Linked DNA regions of Sus scrofa: region 1 is linked to region 2. The links are chromatin contacts, called in public Hi-C maps. All regions are on one chromosome and are shown on one strand. Each heading gives the region's core, a stretch centred on a gene start, on an enhancer-like site or on the middle of the called end of the contact. The rest is flanking DNA. Distances are from core to core; before and after follow the strand shown. Region 1 has its middle 33 kb from the start of DLC1. Region 2 holds the start of C17H8orf48.

Region 1 (5,242 bases), core at 2,668-5,167, 59 kb before region 2:
TGCACCTGACCTCAATGAATTCTCAGTCATTGACTTGACCACTCTTGGACTCACCCAGCTCTGAGTGGGTTTTGTGTGTTGTGTTCTCTTCTTTTCAAAGAAAGCTATATGTCCATCCTCAAGGTTGTATTTCACTTTGGCTACCCAAGACAGATTTTAAGTTTTCTAATAGTCTAAAAACTGCAGAGCTGGACTGTATGAGTTCCTTGGTCCCAGAGTACCAAACAAATGTGTTTCTGAATCTTTTTTGACCTTGAGCTAGTTAGTTAACTTTTCTGAGTTTGTTTTCCCTACTAGTAAAATAAGGATAATAATATCTAACATGAGGAAGTTGTAGTGAAAATTAACGAGTTAACGCATATAAAGCAGTATGCCCAGGGTCTGATACATTAGAAAGTAAATGGTAGCTGTTTTTATGTCTCTTTCTCATTTTCATTGTGAGCCCTGCCAAGTTCCTACCCAAGAACTAATCCACCTGAATAACTTCATCATTTTACCTGTGCCACCTTCATTCATTCTTCAGGAGCCAGCTATAGGCTTTTTTTCTGTTGAATTTCCCAAGTTTCATAATCAAACTGAGTTGTCCATACCCCTTGTTCCCACCAAGCTTATTGATACTTGTGTTACAATCTCACCATGTTGGGTTTTTTTTCTGTTTGTTTGCTTTTACTTCTTTAAAGTATAGTTAATTTACGATGTTGTGCCAATTTCTGCTATATAGCAAAGTGACCCAGTCATATAGCATTTACACACACATTCCTTTTCTTATATTATCTTCCATCATGGTCTATCCCAAGAGACTGGATATAGTTGCCTGTGCTGTACAGTAGGACCTCAGTGCTAATCCATTCTAAATGTAATAGTTTACATCTACTAACCCCAACCTCCCAGTCCATCTCACTCCCTCTTCCCACCCCCTCGGCACACACAAGTCTGTTTCCTATGTCTATGAGTCTGTTTCTATTTTGTAAATAGGTTCATTTGTGCTATATCTTTGATTCCGTACATAAGTGATATATGGTATTTGTCTTTCTCTTTCTGACTTACTTCACTAGTATGGTAATCTCTAGTCACCATGTTGTTTTGTTATTTATCTGTTTGCACATTTCAACATCTTCCAAATAACTATTAACTTTGCATGGCCAGAAACAGTATTTTATTCACCTCTAACTTACTAGTACATAGGACAAAGTACACCACATAGTAGGTTCTCAGTAAAAGTTTGCATCAGTGAAGGAATGAATGAATAAATGGATGACCCTTCACAGTCTCACCTTGACCACATTTCAAGTATCATAATTCCCACAGTCCTTTCTGAGTGGATTGCAAAATCAGCACGCTCTGCACTTTTCCCAGGATGGTGGGAGGAATTGCTTATCTAGTCCCTTTTATTTGGGGCCAAAAGGAATTACTTTTGGGAAGATTGCCCTGCTGGAAACAGCAATCTTTTCACTCTTTTTTTTCTCTTGATTTCCCTTTTTGAATTCCTTTTGTCATATCAGCCTAAAAAGGACTTAAGGCATGTTTCTGTGCCCACTAAAAGCTCCTGCCAAAGATAAGCAAAGAATAGGAAAAATTGGAATAGCCTTGTTAGATTTCTGTCATTATGGATAATTGAGCTTTTTATAGTATGATTTAATTTTTACAATTAAAAAACAGAGAAAAGAACTACCGTGGTTGAAAAAAGTTCTACTGCTCTGTTAAAATTTATTTTCTAGTCTACCAAAAATAATCAGATCAATAACATGTTTTTTAAAAATTATGGAAGATACAAGATATTTTGGAAACCAAGGAACAGATTAGTTGACTGTTTCATTTGGGGTTTTTCTTTCACTCACTTTTCAAACTGGAGTTTGTGAGTTTGCCTGATAAAGTTCAATCAACTGGCTCAATAGAGAAGTGTAATCTAGCTTCCTGTGTCCAAGTAAGATTTTTAGTAACACCTTTTAAAATGATGAGATGGCAATTACCTCCTGTACCTCATACCAGTTCAAAATGAAATGAAATTCAAATCCATTACTTGGTTAAAAGGTCACATTCTAGTCCATCTTTGCCAAAATTAAACAACGCTGTAGTTTCCCAGGAATTCCCTATGTTTACAAGTCTTAAAAAATAATTATTCAAGGACATTTCAAAAGTTTGCATTAATTACCAAGAGAAAAAGACATTTTAAGAATAGCATAATAAGTCATAATAAGATCTCCCAAGTACATAAAGTGTTAGGGATGTACAGGAGTTGGTGACCAGCTTGGTTTCCACCAGGAAGGGTGCCTGACTGCAGATCTCCAAGGGCCTTGGCAAAGCCAGTGACCATGCCCTTCCTCAACACCCATGGAAATCCAGCAACCATCTAAGAGGGTGCCTGGAAAAAGATGCCCTGTAGGAGCAGTAATTTAACCTTTTAAAAATTAGGTTTTAAATGTTTTAAAAATTAAGTCCAGGGGCTTTGGGAGCACCTCTCCATTAACCCAAATACTTGCAGCATATTCTAAGTTACAATCATGCATATCATGCATGGAAAAAAATAGTGTGAGAAAGAACAGCTTGATCTTCAAGTAAAGGGTTGACGTCTAAGGATATTTTCTAAGGATTTCAGAAATGAAATGCACTCTCAGATGGCTGCTTTACCATGTTTGATAAGTTAAGGGAGATCATCATCATCCACATATATCCTTTTCTCTCCCCCTCCTCTTCCTTCTCCTTTCCCAGTTCTCCATATGTTTTCGCCTATATGTTTTGTGATTTGAAAGTTCCTAGTGTGTAACTATGTGGGGAAGGCAACATATTCCACAGCAATTGACTCTAATGGATATTATTCCAAATTGCGCTTCCCTGCAACATGCAAAAATTGTGAACTTGATACATCTTAACTGAAAGAGGCACAGAAAGCAGTTAATAAATATTGGTCAAGGCCAGCCTCCTAGAGTATGCCATCCCCGTCTCCATGTCCCAGCCATCACCAGATCGTTATGTGACATTTGAGAATTTGGAGGTCATATACAATTATCTCCAATGTAATAAAGTGGGTTAGAGTAAACATGGGGTGATCAATTAAAGGATAACTTAATCAGAAAGTACCCTTGCCTAAATACTGGGTGCTCTCTCTCTTGCAGTTGGCCATTAAGAACATTATTTGAGAATTGCATAATTATGTAGATCAAAAATGGAAATTGTGTGACAGGTCAGAGGGAAAAACAAGGACGTCAAAATAGAAGAAATCAACCCAAGGATTCTGGATTTTATAGCACCTTCCCAGGGCAAAGTAACCAAAATCAATGTCAAAGTATATCATCCTGATTCCAGGGCATGTTTTAAATGTGCAGAAACTGGATCCAAGTAAACATTTAATAAATATCTACTTTTTTAAAAAAGTAAATAGCTCTGGTCAGAGTCTGCTTGTTCCTTTCCATGGTCCCTCAGAGATGTGAAAGTTCTTGGATCGCTTTCAGGTTCATGCCTTCATAGTCACATGCCATGGAAGTTATTATTGGCCAAGAAATAAGTGCATGCCAATTCAGTTTGTGCAATATTAATGCTCTGGAATGTAAAAAGTGCCAACCATATGAACATATTGCTACAAATAATCTTGAATAATAAAGATCATATTTTTTAACCTTAATACAAGTTTATTTCAATTAAAAATCATCCAGAAGTGAATGGATAACCTGACATCAAGAAATGGCAATATATAAAACATAATCGATTAGTAGCCTTAATTTACTTTGCTATGTGATTCATCACTAACAACTTTTGAATATCCCTGATATATAGTGAATTGAAATCTCAAGCTACTGAATAGTTATTTGATGTTAACAAAGAACAGATTATATTCAGATCTTGTGCAGTTTATAGTGCATCTGATTTTTATTAGTGTTTGGCTGGTTGCTTCCTTAATTCTTCCAATTTTTTTTTTTTTTTACTAAAGTTGTTCTCAGTTGAGTTTAGCAAGCAAGATGAGCTCTCATTTTATTATCAAAGTTTCCAGCACATAATAATAAAAAGCTATGATGTAGTTGTATAAATATCCCAATTGCCTAGCAATAAGAAAGAACATACAAATAAGATAAATAATTATCAACTGAGGCACACTCCAGGAAATTATCCCAGTGTTTTTCTTTTTCAATTCTAAATCTATTGCTTTTTTTCTTCCAAGGTAATGGCACCATTTCTATTTGGAATACAGATATACTTTTTATCACATTCACATTTTTACTGAGTAGTTATAGATGGATATATTAGGTAGATATATTAAGAAAAACAGTATCATAATTAAAAATGTTTGAACATATCTAATGTTTCAGAAATTCTATTACTAATTAGCAATAACAGACTTTTTGTTTGTTTGTTTGTTTTTTAGGGCCACACTCAGGGCATATGGAGGTTCCCAGGCTAGGGGTCTAATAGGAGCTACAGCTGCTGGCCTACGCCAGAGCCACAGCAATGCCAGATCTGAGCCGCATCTGCGACCTACACCACAGTTCACAGCAATGCAGGATCCTTAACCCACTGAGCAAGGCCAGGGATGGAACCTGTAACCTCATGGTTTCTAGTCGGATTCGTTTCCGCTGCGCCACAAAGGGAAATTCAGTAGCAGACTTTTTTTAATGTTTCTTTAAGAAATACACAAAACAGCGTTCCTGTTGTGGTGCATCGGAAAGGAATCCGAATAGAAACCAAGAGGTTACGCGTTCCATCCCTGGCCTTGCTCAGTGGGTTAAGGATCCTGCATTGCCGTGAACTGTGGTGTAGGTCGCAGATGCGACTCAGATCTGGCATTGCTGTGGCTCTGGCGTAGGCCAGCAGCTGTAGCTCCTATTAGACCCCTAGCCTGGGAACCTCCATATGCCATGAGTGTGGCCCTAAAAAGCAAAAAAAAAAAAAAAAAAAAAAGAAAGAAAAAAAGAAAAGAAATACACAAAACATACATGTGGTTTAAAAACTCAAATATTTCTAGAAAATCTAGAATTAAAAACAAGTTGCAGTCCTAATCACTATTTTTCTGTTTCTGCTTTCAGAGACAAAAATCATTTGTTGTTCTCAATTCATTATCTGGTGATTATCTCTTCATTTCTGAATCATGTATTTATACTGAGGTTTTTGTTTTGTTGATTACTGACATTATTTATTGAGTTTCTAACAGGAAAAGAGAGAATTCACCTATCCTAAGCTTTAGTTTTCCTGCTCCTTCTTTCCAACAGTAATTCTTTGCTTATAGATGCTTCCCTGGTTACTGTTGCAACTT
Region 2 (5,344 bases), core at 1,525-4,024:
ACTGAGCACAGGCAGGGACCGAACCCGCAACCTCATGGTTCCTAGTCGGATTCGTTAACCACTGTGCTACGACGGGAACTCCAAAATTAGGTTTTTTTTTAAAAGGAGGAACAAAAGACTAAAGGAGTAAATTATGACCTTTAATGGGGAAATTCTAAATGGGAAATTATTCGGAATTTTGATTACATGAAATATGAATATATTAAGATGGCAAAGAATGCATGACACAACGTGGATTTCAAATAAAACATTACTACAAAAATGGTAATGATTTGTTCCCATTTTATTTAGGAATGATTTAGAGAAAATATACTAAATTTTATAGGAGAAAAAGAGTGTCTATACTTCAGTGAAAGTCCAAAGTCAATGAGTAATATTGGAATATGAAACAAAAGCTATTTTTTGCTGATTTTTACAGATGTTTGACTATGACAGTTTAGGTGTTAGACATGCAGAAAAATTACCTCCCCTCTCTCTCCCTCCACAGCTACACTTTAAGAAGCAGTCTATACCTATTTTTCCTAATTGCATTAGCCTGCATTTATTCCTTGATCTACTTTGTCAGTCTGCCCAATCGGTATGAGTGAAGTGGCTGTGGTTAAGGCCAAAAGGCCAACACATGGCTGCATCACCTTATGCAAACTCCCTATTGCACTGGCATGCTTGGACAACCCACCATTCTTGAAAGGTTCTCTTTCTTTGGTCTCTGTGATACTACACATTCCTGGTTTCCTTTAATCTTCTCTGATGACATCTTCTCAACCTCTTTTGCTGGCCTATTCTCCTCTACCCAGCCATTATTAGTGGATTTTCAGGAATTGGTCATAGAGCTTCTTATCTTCTCATTCTCCTTTCTTCCAGAAGAGCTCACCATATCTATGACTTTAATTTCCAACTACTATATGCCAGTGGACCACCACTCCCACCCCCACTGCCACAACCCTTTACTTTAATCTCTAGGCTAGACCTTTTCTCCAGACTGCAAGCACAAATAACTAAATGTTTCTCAAGCTCTCAATATGAATGTCTCAAATATACCTCAAACTAACCATGTCAAATAATCACCCTCTTCATCAAACATCTTTCTTTTCGGTGTTCCTCTCTTAAAGACAATATCATTCATCCAAATGCACAGTCAGAAACTTAGTAACATTCTTAACATTTACCTTTTAATAAACCCCCATATCCATTTCTTTACCAAGGAATGTCAGTTATTACCTCCTAACTATTTATTACAACCCTGTATTTATTTCTATCTGTACTATCAAAACCCTAGTCCAAGTTGCCAGCATCTCTCTCCTGGATTGTGGTAAAAACTTTGTAACTATTCCAACTGAAACGTTGCCCTCTATAATCTGAAAAACTACTGGGTGGAAAGTTTGCAGCCCTCAAATTTGTGAAGGAAGATAGTAAACTCTTAAATTTCCAAAGTGCCTGTAGGAATAATAATTATTTAAATACACAGCAGAAACATTTATCTACATTACATATTATCATTAATAAATACCATCCCCTGTTTAATTAGAATAGTTTGAGAACTGGTAGAGAAAAAGGTGAATGACAGGCACTGTTTCCATTCTGCTACATCTTCTGCTTTGTATCTGACCTTTCAAAAGCAGAGTATCCAATACGACTTTTCTCATTCAGTCTTTTCCAGATTATTCTGGGGTCATCTGAAAGCCTGGGAAGGCTCTGATGTGCTTCTCTGATAAGGGTAAGAAAGTCTTTTGTATGAAGATGTTCATCTATTTTCTCTCGGAGTAGAACAGACTCCAGTAAAGTCTTCTTTTGCTTCAGGAAGGCAGATTGGGCCAGTTCTGCTCTTTTCTTGTTACAACTGGGACACTGAGAAGAAATGTGTTGCTTAGATGTTGCCACCTGTTTGAGTGCTGCCCTCATGTTTTCAAAATAGAGTCTGTTCAAAAGCTCATTAGGGACAGTGCAGTTTAATACATTTGTCTCTGGAGCCTCTGGATTCGATCTAGGCTGCAGCTTTTTATGTCTGCTGCTTGTTTTCCCCTTAGAGTTCCCTCTATGATGGATCAGATTTATCTTAATGGCGCAGAAAGACTGCAGGGCATTCAGTTCCTCAAAGGATGCCTCAGAGATTTTTGTTTGAAGTTTAGTGTCTGACTGGTACTGTCCAGAGTTTTCTTCCTTGCTCTTGAGGTTGTTGATCAGTTTTCTGCTCAACTTCTTTTCGTTATTTTCGAAGTCTGAAAGCTCAGATTGGTCGTCTCCATATTCTGAGCGTGTAGTCGGCGTTCCACCCTCAGATATGCTCCCAGAGCCGTAGGACCTGAGATGCGGTCCTCCAAAGGAACTGAATGAACTAGAACTCTGTACCTCATCCGTAAAGGACTCGAAGGTCTCCTTAGAAAGGTCTGCCATTGTCCAGGAGTCCGCTTGGGCCAATCCCCCTATCTCTCCGAATCCTCAGGCTTCTAGGCGGATGGCCATCACGTTGTATCAGGTTCTGCTGCTCGTCTGCTTTGCCATAGTCAAGGCTGCCTCAGGAAGTAGAAAGGCTGGAGCCCCCAGGGTACGCGTTTTGGAGCCAGCGGTTCTTTCAGGAACCTCTTCCGGGCGACGCCTTCCTGCTGCCTCGGCAACCCGGAAAGATCATGCGCAGTGGGTAGCTGAGGCGCCGCGCTCCTCCCCTTCTCCCGCCCTTCCAGAGCCGACTCCACCTGCCTAATTCCTGCCAGGTTTTCCGGGCTGCCCTCTGTTTTTACCCGCTGGAGTCTCTTCTTCCGTGTTATTTTAGTACAAAATCTAATAATCCTCGAGAAAAGGTTGCAAACGCCCCTTCCCCTGGAACTCAGAAAAGTGTACACGTGTATGAAGCCAACCGGGAAAGGCGGTCTTTAACTAATGCAGGAATGGATGCGCTGCCTAAAGTACCCACCACCCTCCCCCACCAAAACCCCGAAACGGCAGCAGCAAAAACATCCTGCTGGCGAAAACACACAAGCAAAAACATATCTGCCAGGCTGATAGCCAGGAGATCACCTAATCATAGACCATGTGCTAGGGTAAAAATTGAAGTACTGAAACCATTCTATAATACTCCTGAATGTCACGGCGGCTCCTGTTTCTCTAGCCTCATCTTGCACAGCTTTCTGTGCTCCAGCGTTTCGGACGACTTTGCAGTTTTCCAAATCACGGTTTCTCAGATGTTAGGTCAGGCAGTGTCTTCTCTGAATGGCACACTGGCATTCCTCTCCCTTTATATCATTAATTACTGCTCCTTTTACAAGTTCCTTTTTTTTTTTTTTTTTTTTCAGGAAGGGCTTCATACCCACCCCTGCCCCCCAATACCTGACTTTACAGCCTTTCTTTCAGGGTTTGCAACTCTGTGTTTTATGCACATTTGACAAGTCCTTCCACATCACCCCCACCCCCGCCCAGGTTAAAAACCCCATGAAAGCAGAAATCCTGTCAGTGTTGCCCAGCAGTGAGCAGGTATCTGATACATAGAAGATGTTGGGTATATTCTGATTGAGCAAATGTGTTGAATGGCTATGGAAACAGAAATAAGCATTACTTCACACAAGCCCACACCTGGATCTTGTGGCAGCTCAAGGAATTCCAGTCTTCTTCCTGAAACCTCCAAATTGACTGCCACTCATAATACATGCTTTTACAATAGAGTTTTTAAAAATAAGGAAGATTTTTAACAGTTATTCTCGGAAATTATATAATGTAAACTCTGAAGATTGACTTTTTCTAGATCTTAATAAATATCTGAATCTTGATCTTAGGAAATGCCTGAGATAATTTTGAGAGAAAGGGTTCCCTTGCTCAGGTCCTTCTCCCGCGCGTGCGCGCTCTCTCTCTCTGTGGTGTTATTCAAGTCTAGCCAGATATATTTAAGGTTATTCTAAAAATGTTCATTTTGGCAGAGTAAAAAGTCTGAAATGTTCAAAAAGCATCTCTCAATTACGAGCCAGCTTCATACTGAAGATAAAGAGATCCCCATTTCACTTATGTAACCCAAAACATATTTTATCATATAATATTCATCTTTTAAAAGAGGTAATAGATAATTTGTGGTGAACACCAAATAATTTCTAGCTCAAGAGTTCAAGATTTTCATTTTTATTTTTTGTTTCAATACTCTCTCTCATTCCCTGAAATATTTACACATTCTTATTTACACACAATTCATTATAACACACATTTTCACCCAAAACATTGAACAGGAGAGCTTAAAGTATAGCCATATCTTCTAATATGCTAAATGTATGGAGTAATCTGTCTTTTAATTTTTTTAAATACCATTGTAAATATCTTGATTACATAAAAATAACTTTGCCCTAGAAGCAAGTAAATTTGCTAAAATTACCAATTTCTTTGTGATAACTAGCAGAATTCAGTTAATTGTTCAGCATTCTAATATGTGTATTATCTAAGTAGAATAGCTCACCAGTACTGTCATCAAAAAAGATTCATGAAGACAGAGGTCAAAGCTTGATTTGAAACATAGAAACTATTACTCTTGTAGAAAGCATATTGTTTTTTTTTTCTTTTCACAGAATAAAGATTAAAGTTGACATTACATAAAAATCCACACTTCTTTTTATCAGTTTTCTATACATGAAGTAAAAACAATATTTGCATACTCTCTTTGCTGTATATAGGAATTGTCATTGAGGTATCTGTCAAAAGAAAATCTCAGAACATTCCATGAGCAGTACTGGCAAAAACACATATTCCATATTGTTTAGAGATTCAGAAGAGAATTGCAAACAACTGCAATGTCTTAAACTAATTCTTAAATTTAGATGTTTCCGGTGAGAGAAAACAAATACAAAAACCAGGAATGCATAAAGGGGAAAAGGACATAGGGAGCTGCAACTTTCCATCTTATCTAAAATCTTTTTACTATCCCAATGGATATGAGTCACTCATACTCACTGTACTGAAAGCAGATTGTATCAAGATTTACATCAAAAAAGTGTAGTATGTCATTTTAAATATTTTATGTTTGTTTTTATCTGGAAAACAAAGATCGAGGAATTGACAGGAAACACAGCCTTTCCAGAAAATTCATAGAAACATTTCAGTGTCTCAAGAACTTTATTACAGATTTGCTCCTTCTTTTAGGAAATATCTATGAACTTCAGAACAACTTTTTGCAAAACTGGAATTATCTAAAACTAAAACGAAGTAAAACCCCCCAAATTATGCAATCAACATTCAGATGTACCAAGATAACACTTCATTTTTATTTTCTGTTATTAACATAACCTTCTGTAAAAGTTCTCATTCATTTTGGTAGCTGTGGAAAACCATTAACCTGATAATTAATGACATCCCCGATATCCCCATGTCGGTCAGC

The links. Hi-C and Micro-C count contacts between places; a contact is called where the count stands out from the background.
Region 1: a contact with region 2 is called in a Hi-C map of subcutaneous adipose tissue, with 1.6 times the contacts expected there. The contact joins the enhancer-like site here to the promoter of C17H8orf48 in region 2. A contact is called at or near these places in 12 of 47 Hi-C or Micro-C datasets (adipocytes, embryonic fibroblasts, fetal heart ventricle and 5 more) and 1 of 2 datasets of contacts at active chromatin or transcription factors (skeletal muscle).

What each region holds. Positions count from the first base shown.
Region 1 is chr17:1,668,001-1,673,242 of Sscrofa11.1, reverse strand. No RefSeq gene overlaps it. Among named protein-coding and RNA genes, the nearest start is that of DLC1, 33 kb to the right of the region's middle. Within about 2 kb of position 3,917, at least 11 of the 83 cell types and tissues checked have an H3K27ac peak or open chromatin away from gene starts, as enhancers often do. A contact at or near this core is called in retroperitoneal adipose tissue, skeletal muscle and subcutaneous adipose tissue, where this site is marked.
Region 2 is chr17:1,607,612-1,612,955 of Sscrofa11.1, reverse strand. C17H8orf48 reads right to left here and starts at 2,774. Exons shown (of 1, transcript XM_005674591.3): 1 at 120-2,774. The coding sequence starts at 2,391. The coding sequence ends at 1,582. The region is part of intron 1 of DLC1 (rho GTPase-activating protein 7); the gene reads left to right.